Linked DNA regions of Sus scrofa: region 1 is linked to region 2. The links are chromatin contacts, called in public HiChIP or PLAC-seq maps. All regions are on one chromosome and are shown on one strand. Each heading gives the region's core, a stretch centred on a gene start, on an enhancer-like site or on the middle of the called end of the contact. The rest is flanking DNA. Distances are from core to core; before and after follow the strand shown.

What was found. HiChIP or PLAC-seq counts read pairs in DNA pulled down with a chosen protein or histone mark.
Region 1: a contact with region 2 is called in an H3K27ac HiChIP or PLAC-seq map of alveolar macrophages. The contact joins two enhancer-like sites. A contact is called at or near these places in 5 of 47 Hi-C or Micro-C datasets (embryonic fibroblasts, fetal skeletal muscle, fibroblasts and 2 more) and 2 of 2 datasets of contacts at active chromatin or transcription factors (alveolar macrophages and skeletal muscle).

Annotation. Positions count from the first base shown.
Region 1 is chr13:110,527,097-110,532,642 of Sscrofa11.1, reverse strand. No RefSeq gene overlaps it. Among named protein-coding and RNA genes, the nearest start is that of FNDC3B, 58 kb to the left of the region's middle. Within about 2 kb of position 3,067, at least 21 of the 83 cell types and tissues checked have an H3K27ac peak or open chromatin away from gene starts, as enhancers often do. A contact at or near this core is called in alveolar macrophages, where this site is marked.
Region 2 is chr13:110,434,544-110,440,077 of Sscrofa11.1, reverse strand. No RefSeq gene overlaps it. Among named protein-coding and RNA genes, the nearest start is that of TMEM212, 23 kb to the right of the region's middle. Within about 2 kb of position 3,172, at least 10 of the 83 cell types and tissues checked have an H3K27ac peak or open chromatin away from gene starts, as enhancers often do. A contact at or near this core is called in alveolar macrophages, where this site is marked.

The DNA of each region.
Region 1 (5,546 bases), core at 1,818-4,317, 93 kb before region 2:
ATACAAAACTGAATTCTTTGTATGTTTTGCTCAGCAGGGGAGGGAGCCAGGAAAGCCCATGAAACATCTGGGCCCCATGAGTTGTTCAGTTTGCCTAAAACACAGAATGTGCAAGGGGCATGGTGGGAAATGGGCCTGGATCACAACATGAGTGTGATCACAACACCAGTGTCTTCAATGGCAGGGGGAGGTTTAGTATTTTACATGGATGGTATTGTGGCACATTTTGAGATTTTTTTTTTTTTTTTTTTTTTTTTTGTCTTTTTGCCATTTCTTGGGCTGCTCCCGTGGCATATGGAGGTTCCCAGGCTAGGGGTCTAATCAGAGCTGTAGCTGCCTGCCTACACCAGAGCCACAGCAACACGGGATCTGAGCCGTGTCTGCAACCCCCACCACAGCTCATGGCAACGCTGGATCGTTAACCCACTGAGCAAGGGCAGGGATCAAACCCGCAACCTCATGGTTCCTAGTCAGATTCGTTAACCACTGCGCCATGACGGGAACTCCATATTTTGAGATTTCTGAGGTAAGAAATAACCTGATGAGCTATGCATCAGACAGCAGGCAGGTAATGAGAAGGCCAATAGGAGGTGACTGTAATCAGCCAGCTAAGGGCATAGATGCAGGAATTGATAACTTTTTTGATCAAGATGATACAGATTTACTGTCTTTGTGGGACCTGCCACAATTTGGAATTACCTTGTTCTTGCCTTCATGTGGCCTTTCATGTGGTCTTTCTCCCTCGCTAGATTACAAATCCCATGAGAGCAGGGACCTCATCTCTTCCCTTCTTTACTGCCTTCCTGTTGCCTACCGTGGTTCCTGGCCCATAGCAGGGACTCAGCAAACATGAATGACTCATGTGGAAACAGAAATGGTGTGACTCAGAAAACGACGGATGTAGAACAGGTGGGAAGCAGAGAGTTGAGATGCTATGAGGAGAGTTTCCGGCTTGGTCCCCAGAACAATGTTTAACACATGGCTGGATGTTTCCCATATCTCAACTTATTCTCTTTAGCATTTGTCTGTATATCTTTAAGAGATGACTCTTTCTTTAGAATGACTCTTCTTATTGTTATTGTCGCTATATATTTATTGTTTTATTTTACTTTTTTTTTTCTTTTTTTTTTTTTTTTTTTTGTTAAAGGCTTTGCAATGAAGCTTGTTTTTCATTTTTTGTCAAGAGTGTTTTCAAGGGAGGAGACCCTTTCCCTCTTCCACTGATAAAGTATCAGGACACCTGGAGAGGTATACCATGCACTGAAAAGGTTTATCTACAATCAGTAAGAAAAGAATCTAGGGCTTGGCTGGCTGCAAATTCCTACATGTAAAAAAAACTCTCTCGTTTTGAAAAGACTGCTTCCAAGACTTGAAATATTTTTTAAAAGAGGTGGTACATTTTCTGAGTTAGTATTATATTAAAAGTAGGGATGAAGGATGGGTTTCAAGTCTGATATGGAAGATGAGAGCAGGTCAAAGATGAAACTGCATCGGAGAACTGGAAAACTTGAGATTGATTTTGGGGAGGTGAATTTGTAGCCTCTAGGAAAGTGGGGAATACAAGGAAGTATAGGGCCAAGGAGATAGAAATAATTGGCACCTATCTGTTACGTGAGGTGGTCTTGTTCCACCTTGGGGGTTGAGTTAAAAGATTCTCCATGGAGAGGGTGATATCTGCACTGTGAGGATCAGGGAAAGGAGATAGTAGAAGAACATTCTTTTAGAGGCATTTCATGGAAAACAGGAGCAATGGTGGCAGGAATAGCAGTGTTAGGCAAGAAGTTCTAGAAGAAACTGCCTTACTTAAGACCAAGCAGCACTAGTTATGTGGAGAGACTGATGGTGCTGATTTGTACAGCAAGGGGAGTTCATGTTTACCTCCATATCTCACACTGCACAGTTCCAGGAGGCACCCCTCACATGTAGTTCATGCAAATGGGGTTGTGTTCCAGGAGTGAGAGTCACATAGATACTACTCCAGCCATCCAGAAAGTGTTCTCCATTGCACAATTCCAGAATGACCCTCCAACCCCCCTGAAATAGTACAACAAGGAGTACTGTCTACTACAGAGATAAACATCTTGAGTTTTGGTGTTAGGATTCTTTTGGTTTCAAATAGAAACTCAACTCAAATAGCTTAAACAATAGAGGTGATGCATTGGCTAAGTCCTGTGCATTCCAGGGACGGAGCTGGCCTCTGTTTCTCTCTCTTGGTATTGCCTTCCTCCAGGTGTTAGTATCATTATCTCCTGTTTCTGGGTTTCCCTGTGCTTTATGTATGTGATGGGGACAGAAAGGGGTGTGTGTGCATTGTTTGTGTGGTGATATTTTTTTGGCAACCCCTTCCCCTTCTCAGAACCACATGAAAAAGTAGAGAAAAGCAGTTCAGTCCAGAGAAGGGATTATTGTTATCTTCCAAATCATGGAGGATGTGAAGACTATAAATAAAATGTCCACAAGCAGACTTGAATAGGGTTGCTGGTAGGTCATCCATTATCACTTCTGTTAAGCTGTGTGTTAAAAATTACTTCCTTAAGACATTTTTTTCTTCCTTGTTGAAGTAATTCCATTATATTTTTAAAGAAACCCAACATGAAATGTTCTGCTTAAAAAAAACTTCTTTCAAGGTCAATTTACAGCCTTAATTAATATTGATTGGTGAGTGATTATGCAATAATCCTAGAAATGAATATTACTGGATTAGGTTATAATGAGTATTTCATAGACAAAGTCAATACATGAAGTATGTTTTCAGTCTTTGTCATCTGGTTCTAGTCTTTGTTTGGCAACAGGATTTTATACGTGGCTCTGCTAGTGCAGCCAAAAACCTTGCATACTTCACAACTTGCCACTCTTCAAAGATTTAGTTAGAGACTGAAGCTTATAGCACATGCTGCTGGATTAAGCATCTAAAGTGAGAGTCTCATGGGCCTAAAATATCTCTTGTACCCACACATTTCCTGGTAGGCCAAACTTCACAAAATAAACATAGATGACCTCTCATCTATCCAGTCTTCCGGAAAGTTTAGAAATGATGCAACCTTTTGGCAATATGACATGACACATTGCTTTACTTGTGCAGAGCATGAACTTCCTTCATTCTGCACAACCCCAGACAAACAAGCATTTACATTAGCACAGCCCCAGATTCTGAAACAAAATCTCATCGACTTTAACAAAACGAGACATTAAATAAATGGTCTTGCTTGGGGAAGAATGAGTCAACATGTGACAACAGGGGAAGTCTTGTGGTTGCTTCATAGTGACATCCAAGACATTTGAGAAAGTAGAAGCTGGTTTTTCTGTCAATACCTTGGTTTCCTTTCCTTTCTTGTCCCCCCACTCCCGCAGGAATAACAATGTCTGGAATCAATATAGGGCTCTTCTTCTGAGAGGCTGAGTATTTTCCCACACGTGGAGCAGGCTGGCTTGTCTCTCCCTTTGTGGGAGAGTGTGAGTTCCTACTTCTCTGCCTGCCTCACTTGTCTCTCTACAGTTAGCCTAGCTCTCAATTCAATTTCCCTTTCTGGGGTGGCTTATTCTGGTTTCTTTTATTCAATAAATACAAACAAATCTTTGAATCTTAATTAGTGTGCTATGTGCCTCTTTCAACCTCTTGTGCTGATTCTGTGTACTTTATGCCATCTCCAAGATGGAAAAGATGTACCCTATTTTTTCCCAGGGGGGTTCATTTTGTTTTGTTTGGAAAGAGTTTCTTTCCCCTGAAATTGCCTGATTCCTCTGTTTTCTATACTCCCAAGAGATAACCCATGCTTAGAAGTGTCACGGTGTCACTCGTGGTACATAACTAGGCACAACCTGATTAAAGAATTCTGAACAAAGAAGTGATTTCAAACTATTTTACTTACAAAGTACCTCACACTCAGTTCCCAACCTCTGTCTCTAGCCTGTTACTCCTTATAGTATATCCCTTATGACAGTACTTCTCAAACTTTACGAAGTGAAGAACACACTGTTTTCATTTCCCATCTGCTGGATCCTGTGGTGCAGGACTAGTGTGTAGCTTGGGCGACAGGCCACCTGCCACAGGAGCTTGACCACTTTTGGTTTATATCCTGTCCAAAGGCTGGAGGCCACCAACCATGTCATGTCAGCTTGCTAACTTTTCTACAGTGTACTCTCAGTTTCTTTTCTTATCTTGTCACAGATCTTAACAAACAATTCACTGCCCACTGACGACACTTGGAGTAGCACAGCCATTGTACCAGATTCTTACCATTTTTTAGAACAAAGCTTGATTGGTATTGCTTTTTAACTTTGACCCTAGGTATTCCCTCAGGTGGAGTGCCCTGGTTCCCCTTGCCTTGCCTGGCTTATCCCTATTTGTCTTTGAGGGCCCACTTAAAAAAAATTTTTTTAATTGAGAAATAATTTTTTTAACTCACCATTTTAATGTGTAAAATTCAGTGGTTTTTAGTACATCCACAATGTTGTGCAACTGTCACCACTACCTATTCCAGAACATTCCTGTCATTGAAAAAAGAAACCCTGTACCCATAGCAGTTACTTTCTACTCCCGCCTCTTCCCAGCTCCCAACAACCACTCCTTTCTATCTGCAGGGATTTCCTATCAATGGAATCATATGATACATACCCTTTTGAGACTGCCTTGTTTCATTTAGAGTAATTTTTTGAAGGTTCATCCACGTCGTAGTATATATCACTTCTTCATTCCTTTTTATGACTGGGTAATATTTTATCATGTGGCTATACAACATTGTGATTTTACTTTCAGCAATTAATGGACATTTGGGTTGTTTCCACTTTTTAACTGTTATGAGTACAACTGCTAATTAGCTTTGTTGTAGACATATGTTTTCATTTCTCTTGAGTACATACCTTGAAATGGAATTGCTGAATCCTATGGTACCTCTGTGCTTAACATTGCAAGGAACTGCCAAACTATTTTAAAAGTGGCTATGTCATTTTATATTCCCACCAGAAACATTAATTCCAATTTCTTCACATTCTTGCCAACATCTTGTTATTTTATTTTTTTTTAAAAAAAACTAAAGCTTTTCTAATGGGCACCATAAATATTTCTCTTCTGTGATTTCATCTCTGATACTTTCTCCTCCCAGGAAAAATCAACACTTTCTTCTACTCTGCTCTCACAACAATGTATAATACAGCAATTACAAGCTAAATAGCTAATTTTGGAGACTTTCTGAGTACCAGGTACTATGCTAAATGCCTTAAATGTGTGAGCTCATTAAATCCTCACATAATATTAAAAAAAATTTTTTTTTAATAGCCACAACGGCAGTATATGGAAGTTCCTGGGTCAGGGATTGAATCTGAGCTGCAGCAGCAACCTGTGCCATAACTGTGGCAATGCTGGATCCTTAACCCACTGCTGACAGGCCTGGGGTTAAATCCATGCCTCTGCAGCTACCCAAGCTGCTGCAGTTGGATTCTTAACCCACTGTGCCACAGCAGAAACTCCATTCACATGATCTTTTGTGAAGTCAATTTTACAAATGAGAGCAGAGAGAGTAAATTGTCCAAAATCACACATCCACAAA
Region 2 (5,534 bases), core at 1,923-4,422:
GTTGCTGTGGCTCTGGCATAGGTCAGTGGCTACAGCTCCAATTGGACTCCTACCCTGGAAACCTCTGTATGCTGCCAATGCGGTCCTAAAATACAAAGAGACAAACAAACAAAAAAAAAAAAAAAAAAAAAGGAAAAATAAAATACATAAGACCTTTCTGTTATTTGGTTATTTTAAGGCAATGCTGCTAGCAGGTGAGTTTTTTCACTGTTTTCTATCAGTCGTATCATTAGAGTATATTAATTACAAACACCATTTTTCACCTACCAATTCTGACAACTTTTTGTACTAAAAATACCTGTTTTAGTACTATGAATTTAAAAGCCATCATAAAGAATCTATGCAATGGGTAAATTCCTTTTTCTATGATGCCAAAGGGCAATGAAGGGTCTTGTTTATGAGAAGTAGATTTACAGAAAAGAAAAACAATTCAGCTCATGCAGAAGCTTCTACAAACAGGAGATGTGAGACGTGTTCAGAACAAAGAAAGGGTCATCTTTAAAAAATACAGGAAGCTTTGATCTTTTTCCCTGCCTAGAGCAAGGTGAAAGGGTTGAGTCTTAAACAAGCCTGATCTGTGTATTTAAGTTAAATGACACTTTCAACATGTATGGGCAAGCAGAAGTATTACTCACATGGTGAAAAATACCGGCTCCAGATCTGGTGACTATACAAATACACCAAATGTAAATTAAATTGCTTTTTATTCTTCATAGTTTGAACTATAAGAAATAATGAGTCCTTAAAAGGGAATGATTAGATAGTATAAGAATGCAAATTTGACAGAGTAATAAAACCCCAGTAACTTTGGACATTTTACATTCTTGCCCATAATTTAAAGCTCCATACCTCTTTCTAGGCTTGTTATGCTTCCTAGGCTTGTAACCACTAATACTTTTGACAGACTTTGGAAACAGTGACTCATTTATGAAGACCCACACATTTGAGAGAACACCCACAGGATAATGAAAGAAAGGTGTGACAACTATGCTTGTTTTGACTCATCCTGGGGAAATGTATAAGCCCTGCAGATATTTGCAGATTTTTCCAGAGATAGCATATTTGTGACTACAAGGTCTACCCAGTTACCATGTGATGATTTATAGATATGATGCTGTATAAACCGTGTCTCTGAGCATCCCCGACATCTATCCACTCAACAGCCATCGAGAGCTTAAATCTATTGACAAGCCTAGCATAATATCTACAAATCTTGCTTCTCCTATAGAACTCCATCCCAGTTCTAGGACTTTTCATTTCTGAAATCCCAAGTGTTTGTTTTTTTTTTTTTTTTTTTTTTGGTAGTAGAAACTTGTCACTATTGCTCACTCTCCTTCATGGACATAAAAGTGACTTAGTATTAATTTTGTTTCAAAATGGACAAAAGAAGCATCAGGAAGCTGTTTTCCTCTGTCCTATCTGCAGTCTTTGTTTGGCAGATTCCACTAACTCCCCCAGGAGGATTCAAGTAGGGATACAAGTGGAAGAAAAATGACAGACGATAATAACACTAGCCCCCCTTGCTTCACTGTTTCTAGAAGGGGCCTGGGAGTGGTAAATTGAGGGAACAGAGACTTGTTCCCAGGCAGTACTCATCAGGCAATCAGCCCTCAGAACCAACGTACGAGGTGGGAACCCAGTTATTGAAACTGAGTCACAGGCCGCAAGTGGAGAAGCAAATGTGATTTAATGTGGAGTCCCTGAGAGTAGGCCTGCACTCTTAAATAATTCTTGCCTTGGAGTTCCCATTGTGGTGCAGTGGAAATGAATCTGACTAGGAACCATGGATTGTGTGTTCCATCCCTAGTCTCACTCAGTGGGTTAAAGATCTGGCATTGCTGTGAGCTGTGGTGTAGACCACAGATGCAGTTTGGATCCTGAGTTGCTGTGGCTGTGGTGTAGGCTGGCAGCTACAACTCGCATTAGATCCCTAGCCTGGGAACCTCCATATACCTCATCCATGGCTCTAAAAAGACAAAAAGAAAAAAAAAAAGACAAAAAAGTAATAATAATTCTTGCCTTGATTCAGGTCTCAAAATTGGTCTTAAGGGGAGTTCTCGTTGTGACTCAGTGGTTAACAAACATGTCTAGCATCCATGAGGATGCAGGTTTGATTCCTGGCCTCACTCAGTGGGTTAAGGATCCAGAGCTGCCGTGAGCCGTGGTGTAGGTCACAGACACGGCTCAGATCTTGCATTGCTATGGCTGTGGCATAGGCCAGCAGCTACAGCTCTGCATGGACCTCTAGCCTGGGAACCTTCACATGCTGTGGGTTCAGCCCTAAAAAGCCCCCCCCCGCCAAAAAAAATGGTCTTAAGGACTGGAGCAGTTCTTTCTATATGTTGAGTCCAGGACGAGGTCTACCACATAGGGAGCAATAGGCCCACTATAGTTACGTAGATTGCATACAGAGCACCTGGCCAGGCTGAAACGTTTCCCCAGACACTTACTAGCCAAGCCAGGTGCCTCTTACCATCTGTGTTGGCTCACTGAAAGCACCTGTCCCTAAATTCCAAAAGGGCCCCTTATGAGCTGGGGTGACCCTGCCAGGAGGCAGATTTGGCCCAGAACTTTACATGTAGGTATATCCTCAAATTCACACTTCTAGAGACGCCCTGAAGACATTATGCCTACAGTTACAGAGACACCCAGGATTTAAAGCAGAAGACTGGTTCATCATTCAGCTTCCAACTGTGTTCCATTCCAAGACCATCTATCACAGGTTGTGAGGCTTTTGTGTGAATCCAGAAAAGACAGATCTAACCCTGCAACAGTAAGCAAGGTTTGGCCATCAGAGAGTGAGCCAGTTTTGAATCCACTCTCTGCCTTTGGCCAATCTGCACAATCACCCCTGGAGGCTCTGCCTATATGTCAGCTTGAAAAATAAATCTGGAAATCCTTTTGTAAGTGGAAACATTATATCTTTGGGTCTAAATTAGTTAATGCTCTACCAACTAAAAAATTCCACAATTTTCGTAATGACATTTCAGCAAATTTTTATTTTAAATACATAAGGATCACTAAATGGAAGTAGCCTGGGTCTCTCTGTCCCTGAACTCTGGGAAGCCCCAGCCAAGGAAGAGGAGGGAGGGTGGCAGGAATTGGAGCAAGGCAGGCCTGACACCTTCCACTGCAAACACTGCAGCTAACTAAGGCTGCTTGTCAGCTCTAATCATTTTTCCTGCAGGAAATGTCATTGCTTCATTGCATTGCAAGAAAATGATGTCATAGCGTGGGGCCCTGATCCATTTCCTGACTTTTAACCTGAATCTTGTACCCTTTTTTGGTACTGCACCCAGAAAAAATGAAACACATTGACTGTAAAGGCCAATGTGTCTCATTTAGGCTTCTAAGACTCCAGGGTGGGGGTAGCTTCTTCATATATATTAATGATTAACATAGAGTTTTGTTTGGGTGTCATATTCTGAATATGGCATGGGCACAGTATTTAGGAAAGTAAATGGAAAGGAAATAGTCTTCAGGATATGTCTGTATTATTTCTTGGCAGAAAACTTTCCTTTTCCTATATGGGATTTAATTAGTGGTGACAATGTTAAAATTTAATTAGGAAACCTTGCTCAGTTTTTGTTTTGTGGTGGTGGTCTTCACTGTTAAACTCTGTGTGAAAATGCGCAATGGTCCTTGATATTTAAGATTTTACATACAGCATTTGTGTCCCTATATCTTAGGACTGGTTACAACCCCAGCCTAAATGACATTATTAAGCTATTTCCTGGAATGTCAAGGGCTGAAATTGCGCTGTCAAGAACGACTCTGTTCTTTCAGGGGTTTCAGAGAACAAGGGCTCAGATTGCATTCTTGCTCTGTTATTATAAGTTTTTCCCTGGCAGGAAACCACTGGGTCCCAGAAAATTTGCATATATCCAATGAGAGTGATCTGCTGTATGGAGGTTTTCAAGATTGCATGACAACACTGTGGAAGAATCTCATATGGGGAAAGGGGATTTTTTTTTTCTTTCCCTAAGCCCCATTTTAAATAGTTTCCTTCCCACAAGCTGATGTGTCCACATTCAAAGAGTCAGAAGTAACTGAGCCTATTTTCCCGCCTTGGCATCTGTCACTAGGCCAGTAATATCAACAGCCCTACAAAACTGGAAACAGGCTGTTTAAAGTAAAGGTGCCTCATTATTTCCAATCTGTAAAGCAGACTTTTGGGGGTTATGTGACAGTGAGTATTTAGTTTTCCCAGGCAAGGGCATAACATCATGTCTACCCATCTCTTTGTCAATGCGAGAGCAAGAAATAACCCACATGTGTCTTGATATCAGATTAACAGGTTATACCTCGGATTCCAGTTAACCCAAAGCACTTAGTATTGATCTATTTCTCTTATACATCTGTTTTGGATCCTCAGAATTGTGTACCGTTTGCTGAGAACCTCTTGCAAAAGTTCAAGCAACTATTGGAGGTTTACTGGTCTAACATTTAGAGTTACAGGGGCTGGAACTCCAACTGTTGATAAAATGCTCTGGAGTGATCTTAAATCCTTTCAGAACAGAATAGGATATAAATAAGAAAGCAAAATATAAGTAAATAAATAGCTACAGTGCCTAGATCTGGCTGGGAATATTCAATTAGTACTAAATTAATTCAGACAGTTCGTTGATAAATTTGAAGTCCCTCCTTGTATAATCATCAGGCCCAGGAATAGATATTTTATTGTTGCATTAAGTGACAGATAAATGTGTGCCGATTGAAGAGCTGAACACTGGGAGGCACCTAAAGGGCTTCCAGACACCAGCAATTGCTGAAGGAGCCATGTGTCCTTCAACATGTCGCTTAGCCTCTCTGAATGTTATGCTTTTCATTTGTAAAATGAAGTTATTTAACACTGTTATGTCTAAGATGTTATGTCTAAAATTTTCTGTACTTTCAAAATAATGGACTTTATGTAGACTCATATTCAAAGGTATCTAATAAATGTGTAGAATGAATCAATATCACTAGACACTAATTTTGAGTGCTTAGGGTGCCTTAGATTTCCCTCTGTGTGCTTACCCATATGTATCATTGAATTCTCTCAGTGAGTCCAAGCATTAGCTGCACCTATCACCTCCATTTGAAATGGAGGCTATTGCCTAAAATGACAGAGGGCCAGGATCTGAATCCAGGTACTTTTCATTCCAAAGTTGCACCCACTTTCTGCTACTCTACACCCGTGCTTCTCAAACTGGGCATCAGGAGCACATGGCCGATGGTTTCCTAAAACTGATGGGAGATGGGGACCCAATCCCAGAGTCTTGGTTCTTACAAGTTCCCAGCTGATGCTGATGCTGCTGATCTTGGAGCAACATTTGAGAACAACCACACTGGGTTCTCAAGGGCTACAGATGTAGGACCAAGACACAGAGGCTATAAGAAGCAGGTCTCTGGCTAAGACAAAAAAAGACATCTTACGTTTAGAGCCACTCAGCAGCTGACTGGGGTTGCTTCTTGGGAATGGCTGAGCTGTCAGGGGCATAACAATCTTGGGACATTTAAACTAAAAGTTGGTCTAAAGTGTCTCTACTCAG